Linked DNA regions of Sus scrofa: region 2 is linked to region 1. Evidence: chromatin contacts called from public Hi-C data. All regions are on one chromosome and are shown on one strand. The core of a region is the stretch at or near the end of the contact, and the rest is flanking DNA. Distances in the headings are between cores, read along the strand shown.

The links. A called contact is a pair of places that touch in the nucleus more often than the background predicts.
Region 2: a contact with region 1 is called in a Hi-C map of embryonic fibroblasts, with 2.4 times the contacts expected there. The contact joins the enhancer-like site here to the promoter of UNC5C in region 1. A contact is called at or near these places in 8 of 47 Hi-C or Micro-C datasets (embryonic fibroblasts, epiblast stem cells, fetal heart ventricle and 3 more) and 1 of 2 datasets of contacts at active chromatin or transcription factors (skeletal muscle).

The regions. Positions count from the first base shown.
Region 1 is chr8:124,148,102-124,154,245 of Sscrofa11.1, forward strand. It overlaps UNC5C (netrin receptor UNC5C), which reads left to right and starts at 1,263. Exons shown (of 17, transcript XM_021100734.1): 1 at 1,263-1,990. The coding sequence starts at 1,867.
Region 2 is chr8:124,534,429-124,540,810 of Sscrofa11.1, forward strand. BMPR1B (bone morphogenetic protein receptor type 1B) reads right to left here. Exons shown (of 13, transcript NM_001039745.1): 13 at 4,342-6,104. The coding sequence ends at 5,979. Among named protein-coding and RNA genes, the nearest start is that of UNC5C, 390 kb to the left of the region's middle. Within about 2 kb of position 4,188, at least 13 of the 83 cell types and tissues checked have an H3K27ac peak or open chromatin away from gene starts, as enhancers often do. A contact at or near this core is called in embryonic fibroblasts, where this site is marked.

The sequences.
Region 1 (6,144 bases), core at 13-2,512:
TTTGCCAGGGATGACCTTTTTCCGATCTACCAGACTCATCCAAGACAAGTCTTATCAGCAAGAGGTTTAGAAGGAGCTTGGCAGGCATAATCCTGGAACTTTGAAACCATTTAATAAAATATTTCATAGATGAAGAACTGAGACATGCAGTTTAGCTGCCCTGCCCACTGAATGAGTTAGGACCACAGCCAAGATTAGACCACAGCTTCCTGCCTGTGTGTGTGTGTGTGTGTGTACACATTGCCTCTTTGTCACCAAGAGCTTAAAATTTCCTTGATAAATTACTTAGAAATGTAATAATCTTGGGAACTGGTTTCTTCTTCCCAGGTCAGTGTGCCAGTGTGTTTTGAACTTTTAATCCATCCACTCTCCTTTCATCCAGGCTTTCCTTATTTTATCCACCCATTCTCACACTCCCGCTGCATCATTACAACAGGGATCCATAACTCAGCTATCCAGACAATTCTTTCCTGAAGAAAAAAATAATAAATTAAAAATGCATAGCAGTTTGAGTCCTTACACAGACTGTTAGGAATCTGGAGAACCTGTCAGAGGTTCCACCCTCACTTTAAGTGAGTATTTACAAATTTTGTTGTGCAGTGTTTCTGGGAGTTTCTTCTCGTAGCATCTCACCACGCTTTACATACTCAACCTTGCCAGCCACCAAGATGCACGCCAATAAAGCTCCGTTGGAAAAGAAAAAAAAAAAAATGTTTTCCTTGAGGTTTTAGTTTCTGTTCCACCACGGAGAGATCACGGGTGCTCAGCGCATCCAGCGGTCTGAGGGGCGCTGACAGCCCCCAGACTGCAGCGTGTCGGGGGCGCTGCGAAAGCTTCCTGCCTCTTCCCTGCCACGCAGGACTTCAGCTGGAGCCCGAAGCCGGCTCAATCAATCGCAAGACCCAAAGTCGCAGAGCGCGTCCCGTCCCGGGGAGTCTGGCATGGGCTCCGGCGGCGCCGCGGCGAAGCTGGCAGGCGGCAGGCTGAGCTACCCCGGCCACTGCCAAGCGGCTCGGGGCGCGCCCGCTGCGCTCTCGCAGTCCGGGTCTGGCGCGCCGCGGGAGGCAGGCGCGCTCCCACCCTCAGAAGCCGCCTCTTTGCTCAGGTCTCTCTCGCCTCAGCTTCCTCAGCTAAACCAACAGCCGCTCTCCAGCTCCGGCTCTGGGCACGCAGCTCCCTCCAATCCTTGCTTACATAACGCGGGCGGGCGCGCTCCCGCCGCCGCTTCCCCTCCGGCGGAGTAGGGCTGGGCCCTCCACGCCTCCTCGGCTAGCGCCTCCGCGCGCCCGTGCGCCCCGCACTAGGAGGTGACCCTCCTGGGCCACCCAGCAACAGCGGCAGCAGCCTGGACGTCTCTCCCTCCGCGTGACAACACAGATTGGAGACGGGAGCGGCCTCCCAAGTGCACCACTCCCTCCCTCCGCTCCCCACTCTCTCTTGCACTCCCTCCGCCCCAGCCCCCCCCACCCCCGCCCGCCCCCCGTGCCTGTGTGTGTTTGGCACCGGCAGGGGACCCGGGGAGCAGTCCAGGCTCGGCGCGCGGCGGAGCTACGGCTGCTCTCGCTGCTGAGAGGCGCGGCGCGGCGGCCGCCTTGCGCCTCCCCGGACTTTCCAAGTGGGGGCAGAGCAGCCGCTCGCGGAGCCGCCAGTTAGAAGGCAAGGGAAAGAGAGACCTCCAAACTCCTCCTCAGCGTCTCCTCTCCACCCCCTTTTGGCCCCTGCCCTTGGAGAAAGTGGAGTGTGGCGCTCGGTTATCTTATTTCTTCAGACAGCTTCGCGGAGCACGGAGTCAGCGGCTGCCCTGTGGGGCTCTCCGCTGTTGGCGCGCCTCTGTGTGTGGCTCCCCCAGGCACACCTCTGTCGACGATGAGGAAAGGTCTGCGGGCGACAGCGGCCCGCTGCGGACTGGGACTGGGATACGTGCTGCAAATGCTTGTGCTACCTGCCCTGGCCCTGCTCAGCGCCAGCGGCACCGGCTCGGCCGCTCAAGGTAAGGGGGTCCGCCGATCTCCGCAGCCACCTCCCTTCGCCTCCTCCTTCCCTCCTTCTTCCTCTCCTCCTCCCCGGTTCTCCTGGCTTCGCTAATCCCCCTCGTTTCTCTCCACGGCAAATCACTTGCAATTCTACTTTCCCAACTATTCGAGAAGCTTTGGTTATGATGTTTAATCGATCCTCCGAAATGGGCACGGATGGGCCGGGGACGCACGGGGTGTGGACGCACGTCTGTCCCTGGGCATGTGGACGCCTTGGTGTCGTTTACACTTTCTGCTCCAAACGCACACGTTGTTGCGTATTGTGCAGCCCGAGGTTTGGAGAGACACTGAGTGCGGGTGGCAGCGTGGCATGCCCTAGATGCACCCTGATGCGCAGAGGCTCCCCGCGCTGTGCCGCGTCTGGGAGCCTGGGGAGTCTCTGAGCACGCCAGGCGCGGAAGGGCGCTCAGCGAAGGAAATGTGTCCATTACGGCCGAGGACCCGCCGGCGCTGGTGCCCCTCGGCTGCTGCTCGGGCTGCTGTGGCGATACACCGCGCACCGGGACCCGCCACCCAGCCCGCAGGCCGTGGGGTGTGCACGCCTCCGCTCTCCTACCCTCTCGGCGTCCCCCACCCAGCGGGCGACCGAGAAACTTAAAACCCCAGAGCTCGGAGGAAACGGACTGGTCGTTCAGACCAAATCCGAAACTCCCCGGGGTAACCGGCCACTTTATAACTCTGGCATTTGAATTTAATGCGTCTGAGCTTTAAAAGAAGTGTCCGGAGCCCTGGGCAAAACCGGCGTCGGGAGAAGCTGGGCCAAGGAGTTGAGGGTGGGGAAGGGAGGAGGGGAGGCACGGGAGCTAAGGGCGTCCTTCTTGCCCTCGTAGTTTGAGGTGGTAGAGGCAGATCCCAGCCTCCCGAGCTCCGAGCTGAGCAGAAGGGAGACGGAGAGGAAAGACTCCACGGGGTTTCTGTCGGGTCACCTGGGTCCCCAACCTTCTGGCCAAGCTGAGCGCCCACCTGGGTCTTAGCGCCCAGTTTGGTGGTGGTTGCTGGCTCCGGGGAGGGCAGCTCAGCTGTTCTCTGGGATGGGGGCGCGGGTGCAAGAAGCTTCTGCAGCGTTTCGGAGGTCATCCAGGCATCCCATCATCTCGGTTACACTCTTGCCAAATTTGGAAGGCAGAGGAAGTGCAACGACAGCCTCACCTCCCCGGGAGATGCTCAGACACTCCGGAGCTTAGCCGCAGCAGTCCCTCTGCTCGGGAGAGGCGCTGGGGGCCCGGGCTTTGGAGGTGGAGCGGAGCGCTGAGAGTAGGCTAGAGTCTGGGTGGGGAGGTAAGTGATTAGCGAGGCTTTGTGAATTAGCCATAGCTACTTCGGGAGTAAATTTTCCTGCTGCCTCGCTAAGTAGCCACGCTCATAAATCCTTCCTTCCCTCCTTGCCAGATGCCTCCCTTCCCCGAGGTTCTGCTGCCCTGATTTTCTTATTCATAATTCCAGAGCTCATCTGTCTGTCCATTTTACAAAGAAATCCCCATTGAGAAGCATAAACTTCTTGTTGGTTTCTTGAAATTGGAAGGTCTCAGGAAAGGCAGCTGAGGGTGCTTAGAGGGATGTTTGGAAGTTTAAGTGAGCAACCTGATGAATTGTTGTGGAATCAACCGCGTGACTCCCAGTGGAATTCGCCTACTGTTATTGGGAGCACAAAGGACTCAGCTATAGGGTGGGGGTGGGAGTGAGAGGGGGACAGGGCAGTGAGGGAACTGTTAGTTAAAGTCCCCAAAGATGCCACACAGGCGATGTAGGATCCCTGCCGAGAGCTTACTACAGCCAAATTAAAAAGACTGGATAGGAAGAAAGATCAATATAGATAATCAAACAGGAGATTGTAAGTGGATTAATATTGAAAGAAGAAAGGGGAAGAGAGTAAAAGAAAAGACGCTCAGGATAGAATGAGGGTTTGCTACTTACACATTTTTCATCTTATAGACCTGGAAGTCAAAGATTGTGGATTTAACCTACTCTTCTGATCTTGAGTGGAAAAATATAATGTATTCTTCTGGGTGTCTGCAATTCAGTGCCTTTTCTCTCAGTTTAGTTTATTGAGCTCTTTCAGTTCCTGGTGAACAAACTATTTATGTTTGAATCTTGTGGTCTTTGAGAGACATTATTCCACCACTTTTATCATTGTTTTCCTCCATAAGCCAGGATACCCCAGCATTCCTGTGTTGTCTGTTAGGTGTCAGAATGTAGAAAGCACCAAACTACTTTCAGCTGCTATCACTACCACTCTGATCTGTTCCTCTAGCCTGTTTACTATTGAACCACCAATATGCTTTCTTCTCAGAATCACACTTATATAATGGCCTGGTAGTCAGACCTCTCTTTCCCTCTGATTTCTTCTCTTTTCACTTCTCTCGTTGGACTGTATCACTACGGAAATAAGGGATGCTCTTGCCCCCTCAAAGTATGATTTCCTTGTGCTGAGAACTTAAAGATGGAAATAAAATATTCTTTATGAATGGAATTATGTATGCCATTTAGATAAGAAAGTTCATTTAAGCCCTTTACTATGAGGATAAGGTTTTTATGCTGTTGTTAGAGAGATACTAGAAAAAAATGGAAGTTTAAGGGAATATGTGTCTCTTTAGAGGGAGCCAAGGAAATAACAGATGTTTATGATAAAAAAGCAGAATGGATGTTATTTGTGAGAGTGCTTCATTTTGTATCTGTGGTTTGAAGAAAGACAGCAGTCATTTTTAAACAGATCTTTGGGAGAATCCCTAGGCTTTAGGCAACAACTTTCTCCTTTCTGGCTCTGCTCTAATTATTTCGTTCAGGATTGCTGGGAACTCCAAGCTCCAGGGAATTTGTGGTGTTTCTGACTTTCAAGAATGAAAGATTTTACTAGGAAAAGGATCTGCATGTGTGTGTGTGTGTGTGTGTGTGTGCGTGTGCGCGCGTGCGAGGGGGTGGGGGTTAGTTTGCCTCAGAATTTGTGCCCTCCTGTTTTATAAATGCATTTTATTTCTGGATTACACAGCATTGATATTCTGCTTATCTAGCACCAACTAGTGTTATGAGTGTTAACACCACCAAACTGAGAACAGAAAATTACTGAAGACTCTAATTATATTGGGATAATTCTCTATTATTGTAAGATACTTTATAATGTTTTAAAAGCAATATATTTCTTCAGAGAAAAGAGTAAAAATTACTTCCATGCATTTATGTATATTGGTGCAGTACAGAACAACTGGCATGAAAGAGAACTGAGTTTCATAACAAGTATACTATATTTTTTTTTATGTTAGGAGCAGAATAAATTCATAAACTCACATGGCCTTTGCAGTAAGGAAAAGTAGCCTGGTTTACCTTTGTTAGAACAATAATTGGATGTCTTCTAGCTTAGGGAATACTTAAAAGGCTTCAAAGAGTAAAGTTTTCAAGTAGTTGGAAAGAATGAGGAACCATAAAATTAATGTTTATTGACTCCCTGGCCTTCTGTGTTCTGGATACTGAGCATCCCAAGTTCAACAAGATAGGGTCCTAGAGCAGCTCTCTCCCATTTGCAGTCTGATTGTCCTGATCAGAATTCATATGGGTCTTTGGTAAGCAGTTTCCCCTAAAGACAAGAAGGAGGCATGAGCTCTCCTAGACAAACCATTTTAACTTATTTAGACTTATTGTTGAGACTTAGAAGTAACTGTTCTCTAATGTATGCTAGGTTATCCAATTAGCACAAATAGCCAGAATGCCTTAACTAGGTGCAGGACTTTTCTGATTTAGGTCATGGCTGTGCTGGAGCAGCAGAGGGAGTCACTTTCAGAAGAAACATTAAAATTACAGGCTGCAAGCACAACTTCAGGAAGATAATGGGGAAGCATCTGGGGGCTGGAATTGAGCAAGTCCTCTGGCCTTGCTCTTTTAGGTTGTATCTTTTTTCCTTTGTCTTTTGGGTTTGTGCCAGTTGAAAGCACACCTCTTCACATCCCCACAAATTAGGAATCTATGAACTCCTTTGGATAGTGTATAGTATTAAAAGTAAGGTTCTGAACAATTATTTTGCATGTATCATGTCCCACACTCTGTGCTACTTATTAGGGACACAGAGTTGAGGTGACAGTTTCACTTCTCAAGGAAAGCAGAAGTGTCTAATTATAATTTA
Region 2 (6,382 bases), core at 2,938-5,437, 390 kb after region 1:
CAGGAGGGAGAGGTGGGTCCTGTGGTGCAGAATTTAACTATGTGAGTCCATCACCAGAATGGAAACTACAAGTGCAAAACAGCATTTCATGCAGGAAGCACAGGGCAGCACAGACTGAGCCCAGGACCCGCCACTTCCTCCTGTTTTACCCCCTTCCACTTTACACCACTGTCCTGAGCGCTGCTGCGGAGCTTGGGTGGCTGGGATTCCTGTTGGCAAAAACACACCCGGGAAAGCATGCACACGTTTTCCAGGTGTAGTTGGCTGGGGGGCTGGCCCAGCTCCCCTCCAGGTTGGGATGCCTGGAAAGTTCTGGGATGTGGCCCCGGCAAAGACCCCTCATCAGCCCCAGAACTCCCTCCAACCAGGTTAGCATCATAAACTGGGGCAGGAGGACTACTCGGCGGGAACCAAAGTCCTTCTGCGAGCAGGGTCCCCTATACATCACTGCTGTTCTCCTTGGCTGCCAGTTACTACCCTGAGTCCGGGGAAGGCCCCCAGCCTATGGACGCGGGTGCAGAGAGGGTGGGAGAGGTGTGCCACCTGCTGTGTGCCTGGCGGGGACCCCCCACACACCTCACATACTCACCTCCTCTGTTGCTCCTAAAAGCCTCTTGAGGTGGGTATTTTGGTCCCCCTTTAGAGGGGGAGACAAAGGGGGTTCAGACTACGAAGTTCTACTTGAGAAAGTGAAAACCACACAATAGGAGTTCAACCAACCTCAACCCAATACTGGGATGAATCCCTTTGGCACAAGCGCAGCTGGCTAAACACAGCCACTCACTCACAAACTCCGGAGTTCCCGGTAACTGAGAGGCAAGCCTTCCCAAATTCCCTGTGCCCAAACAATTCTGGGTCTCCTCTCCCTAAATCCAGTGTCCAATGGATGCCGTCAAAAGCAAACCTCCCATCCTGCCCTCCAGGACTCCCAGCCCGTGGACCAAGGACCTCACACCTCCCCTCTCCCTCTGCAGAGGGTTTTCGCCTCTCCAGGGGACACGGATTCAGAAATGACAGCAACAACCTGGCTGTTCCACATCCCAGGCACCCCGAGTTGGGAGGAAGATGGGGTCTTTCTCACACTGCTGTGCTGCTGCCAGGCCACTGTCCTTGCAGGAACCCCCGCTCCTTTGAACACCAGCGCCCCCAGCCTGTCTGCACTCTCTGCCCCTCACTGACCGCGCGCCCCATCCTCCTGTGGCCCCCGAGAATCCTGCCTTACAATCTGCACGTCATTAGACGTCACCATCCTGGGGGCTTCCCAATCCACAAAGATAGATCCAAAGGCCCGGGCTTGGGGGTCCTCTTTCATCACCAACCATCCTGTCCAGTAACCAGCTCTGCCCGCCCACCCCTGTGATCCCACCCTCAGCCTGTCCTCGGTCTCGCTCTTCCTCCTGAAACCTGGATTCTGAACACAGCGCCTGCTCAGTACCTGCTGATACACCACCCGTCCCAGCGTGGCTCCTCGTCCTCTGACCTAGCTGCTCGTGGCCCATCAGCTGCCTCCTCTTGAATCCCCTCCCTCCTCTGGACCACGTCAGATGTCCCCTTCAAGATGACAGTTCTCATTTTCCATGACCCATCGCTGCCATTCCATGCCACGGGCTCCATGCCTGCCTTTGGGCTGCTGATAGAAAAATACAATCGTAAAACTCCACAGAAGAGCAGCCCGAGGCCTGGGCAACGACAACTGACATTCAGTAACAGGGCACCGCTCACCTCTTGCCCGGTGCATGGATGACTTCGATCCGTCTTCAGAACCACTCCACGCAGTAGAGGTTAACATCATTCTCACGGCCAAGGGGAAGTAATGGAGTCTCTGAGAGGTCAGAACATGCCCACGGCCAGAGAACTAGGAGAACAGCAGAGGCTGGATTCATACGTGGGCTGTATGGTGGTCCAGAGGCCACACCTTGGCCACCAAGACACAGGGCATCGTCGATCGCCAGAGGGCCCTGGGCCAGCTGTGATCTTCCACAGCGCAATTGTAGACCTGGTCACTTCTCTCAAACCACCGTCCTTTCTACCCTTCCTCTCCCTCTCACCACCTGACCCTGCCTCCTGAGGACAGAGAAAATAGGAGCCAGCAGAGCACTTGTCCTGCCTCCTGCCACGAAACATGCAAACTTACCTGCATCACCTGCTTTTCCCACCTGTTACAGTGGGATATGTTTCAGACGAGAAAAGGGCACAACTCTAAGATAAGAGACATGCTCTTTCCAAGGGGAGAATGAAACCGTTTTATTTGGGGGAATGTTAAAACAAAGCCATATACACTTTGTAACAAAGACAACACAACTGTTTGTTCCCTCATCCTGAATAATTACAGTATGTACAAATTCAATAAGGCACTGGTTCCCCAAAAGAACACGAGTCTTCTTTAGAAACAAACAACAGAATCCCTTATATAGTCTAACTTTTCTCCAAAAAATATGGCATTTTTTTTTAATATTTTACAAAAGGAATCATAACCTCTAAATGAAGTCACTTTTGGTGCCACGTCTTTCCTTTCCGTGGCTACGTCACGAAGTTTCCTAAGGAGATACACCTAGAGAATTATTCAAGTTTTAAAAGCTGTACTTTTTTCAGTGCCTTTCCGCCTACAAACAAAAAAGAACCAGAAGAGACCAACAACATAAAACTCTTAACTTCTAATCAAGACGCGTGACTCTACAAACAGGGGGGTCGATCATTACTCAGTGCTGGCCCTGCCTGACGATACAACAACTGAAATGCATCTAAGAATTCCCTGTAAATAAAATCTTAGCATGTTTTCTATGAAGCTTTATTTTGAGAATAAAAAGAATGGTCACTAGTGACTTCTGAGCAGTGCTTTCCAGGAGGTCAAAGGCCTGTCTCCTCACACACAACTTTTATAGAGCTGTTGCCTGTGATTGAAAGATCTACACCCCTTTATAAATAAATATTATGTTTCATTTAGTACTTTATCATCCATAATATTTTACTCTCTAATCCACAGAATGGAGTTGTGCCAGACTCCAAACTGAGCATAATATTTATATATACATACATATTTATATAATATATACACACATAAACTATAAACCCGAACATCTTAGTGTACAAAACTTATATTAGCTAACAAGTAATATGTTAGGATTCCTTCTCAGGGGAGCGATTAGAAGAAAATCTTACTCTTTGAAATAATCCTGAAAGTAAGCAACTGACTACTTTATTTCCAGGTTTCCACTATTCTATTGAACGACAAAATAAAAAATAAATTCACTTCTGAGCTACGAGAAGCTTAAAAATCAAAATGAATTATTTGGAACTGAGTAGGTAGTCTCTTTAAAAACAATTTAATATTCCCTAAACAAGGTGAATTTTGGTTAGATACAAAGGAAAATCTAATCATAAATAAATTCTTGTCTCCTTGAAAGACTATAATAACTAAATGGGTCTTTTTAAGTGTCTCAGGAATAATTTTTATATGTTTGTAGTGAGTAAATCAGGTTGGGGATTAGGAAGTGATCTGTCCATGTTTTTCCAAAGCCACCAAACAAACAAAATAGAAGAAATTTGCGTACAATTTTAATTTCTTCTCTTTCTTCACAGGAACCAACACCTTCCTAGAAATTTATTTTCAAATCATCACCTCCCTATAAAATAGTCTGATTTGAAGATATCCATGTGTAAGAACTTGCCAAACATAAAACACATTTTAAACCCAAGATCACTTAAATTTAGGGAAAATAAACATAAGCATGTCGCCACTTCACTGACACACGTTTACTCGTTTGTAAATGATCCGATTAGAGGCACTGAAGTTTGTCTCCCAGGCTCCAAGGATTATCACACGTTGTTGGAACCCCAGACTCCTTCTAAGCTCTCACAAAGAATCTGCTTTGACCCAAAGAAAGGAACCTTTACACTGCTCTTCAGGTACCTTAGTATCAGTCAAAGCGGCATTTGGATTACACGTATAGTTAGAACCAACTGTTTTTAATCTTGGAAAAAACAGAAACCTCTGGGCATAGTCAAGGATTAAGAAAATATCCTGTCTTCGCTACAAACGAGAGGTGGTTACCAAGTGGGTGCTGAACACACAGCACTGCTTCTCCTGCTTCTCCCCACCCGTCCGAGGAGCTCACAGCCAGTCTCTGCTCTGCGACGCTCTCAGGAGGACCAAGCCACCAGCGGCCAGTCCACTTCCGCAGTGAGGACAACACTTCCTCTTTTTTCATGCAGCTGTCACATCTTCAGAAACCCTCCATCCTTCAGCCACCCAGTGGTGAAACGAAAATGTTAGGAAACACTGCCCCCTGGAGGATTCTGGAAGGAACATCTCCTTTTTGTGTGGTTTGTTTTGTTTTTTTGTTTTTTTCTCTAAGGGCAAAGGGAGGTACTCCCGAATTCTTTACTAAACATTACGGAATTTCTGAGCAGCAAAAGAAAACCACAGTCAGGACGGAAATGAATAAAGCTGAGAGGGGTGTGTACATCTTAGCCGTTATCATGTTCCTCTTGCTAAGGACTACTGGCCCTGTCAACAATGGGACGCATGTTGCTCAAAAGTTAAAACCTCACAGCAAGGAAGAGGCCAGGAGATGCTTTTGCACAAGCGCCACAGAGAAGGAAAAACCAATAAATTAAAAAGGAAATTGAACATCATGAGAATAAAATAAAATAGCGTCAGCATTCCTAAGATGCGAAACGATCACGGAAGGTGTACATACTCGATCCGTATCTCTTCCGGAAAAAAGAATCAGAGCAGCCCTGGTATTTTGCAGCCTCTGCTATCATTTCTCTGCTGTCCCATTTGGAGGTTAGGTTTATCTATTTTTAAATTAAAAATTTAGTTACATTAACCGGACACACGATTCCCCTCCCTCCCTTAACTCAGACACAAGAAGGCAGACAATAACCAAAAGAAACCATCTCTGTCCACACACGATGAGCTGTGCACGCGCTGCCCCTCGGGCTCCTGAGACTGGCTCTTCGGAGTCTGTAAGAAACAAGCCACTTGCACCTTCACCCTCATGCTGTACCTTTTTGACCCAATCTTCTTACAGCACAGAGGGCAAAATGATCTCTATTTTAAAGCCCCTTGTCTTCAACAGACCTGATGGCCATTAAACTGAATATCGATCCTTTCATTTGAGAGATCAAAAGATTGCATGGGTTACTTCTCTGCACAAAAAAAAGCTCAGTTTGTGTTTAACGAAAAGGAAGGGATTTCATCAGGGAAAAGCAAATGCCTAACAGAATCAGACATGCAAGTGGTTGTGAAGAACAGTGTCAACATTTACTGCTAAGAGAGTCGCATAAAACTTTCATTTGTTCCATATCCCCTGAAAGCTGCAAAAGGGCATCTGCAGGAACCCCCAAATGTGGTCCCCAACCAGAGGTGGCTGGTTCCCAGGTGCGTTCACGTTGCCTCGGCTGCCCCTGGGCAGGGCTGGCAGGAGTGGTCTGAGCAGGCAGGGGGGCAGCAGGGGTCAGGGGCCTTTTAAGATGCCTTCCATCCTGTTCTCCAGCGTCACAGACTGTCTTTCAGTTGGGAGAGTGCAACGCAGTTTGTCAATGGAAACGTATTTTAAGTTACCGTCCAGTAGAGGTTCCCGGAAGAACGTCTGTTGTTATTATTTAATCTCTAATCGTATAAACCTTAAAAAAATCTGCATTGTTTGTTTCATTTTGGCAAAATTAAAGCATCTTTTGAAAAAACAAAAAGGCGATCCCCAAATCCAGGGCTTTCTTAGAAAGCAACACGCATCACATCCTGAACAAGGAACCCAAGCGGTTTCTTCCTCCTGCGAACAGAGGCGATGAATTCGTGGGAGCTTCTCTCTTGTCTGGGCTGCACCCCGAGCGGTGGCGAGGCTGAACCCACCGGGAAGCAGGATGATGTTCACAGTCTGTACTGTGGATGCTTCTGCAACATCTTTTGCTCGGCCTGCAAACCAACGAGTATCTACCGGCTTCCTCCAGAGATGCTTGTTCTTGCCCTCAGGTCAGAGTTTAATGTCCTGGGACTCTGACATCTTGGCCAGTGTTTTCTTCACCCGCAGGGCTGTCAGTCTGGAGGCAGGATTCTGCGCCCAGCATTCTGTCATGAGTTTCCCCATCTGCCTTAGACACTGTGGGAAGGAAAGGGGAAACTGGCGTTACTCTAGAGAAATGTACCCTCTGCAAGGTCAGCCCTTGACACTGGCTTTTAGTTTGGAGTGTCTCAAGTTTGACTCTATTTTTAAAAGATATTGTTAAAGCCAGGCAGACACCAAGTTCCATAAGCATTCATTTCTCATGCCAATGGTCAATGTCTCTGACAGATTTTCACGTCTTCCTAGTGACTGGAGGGAGCAGGTGGTTTTGCTGATGGTAGATGAGCACCTTTGAAGGCAGAGTGAATAGACAG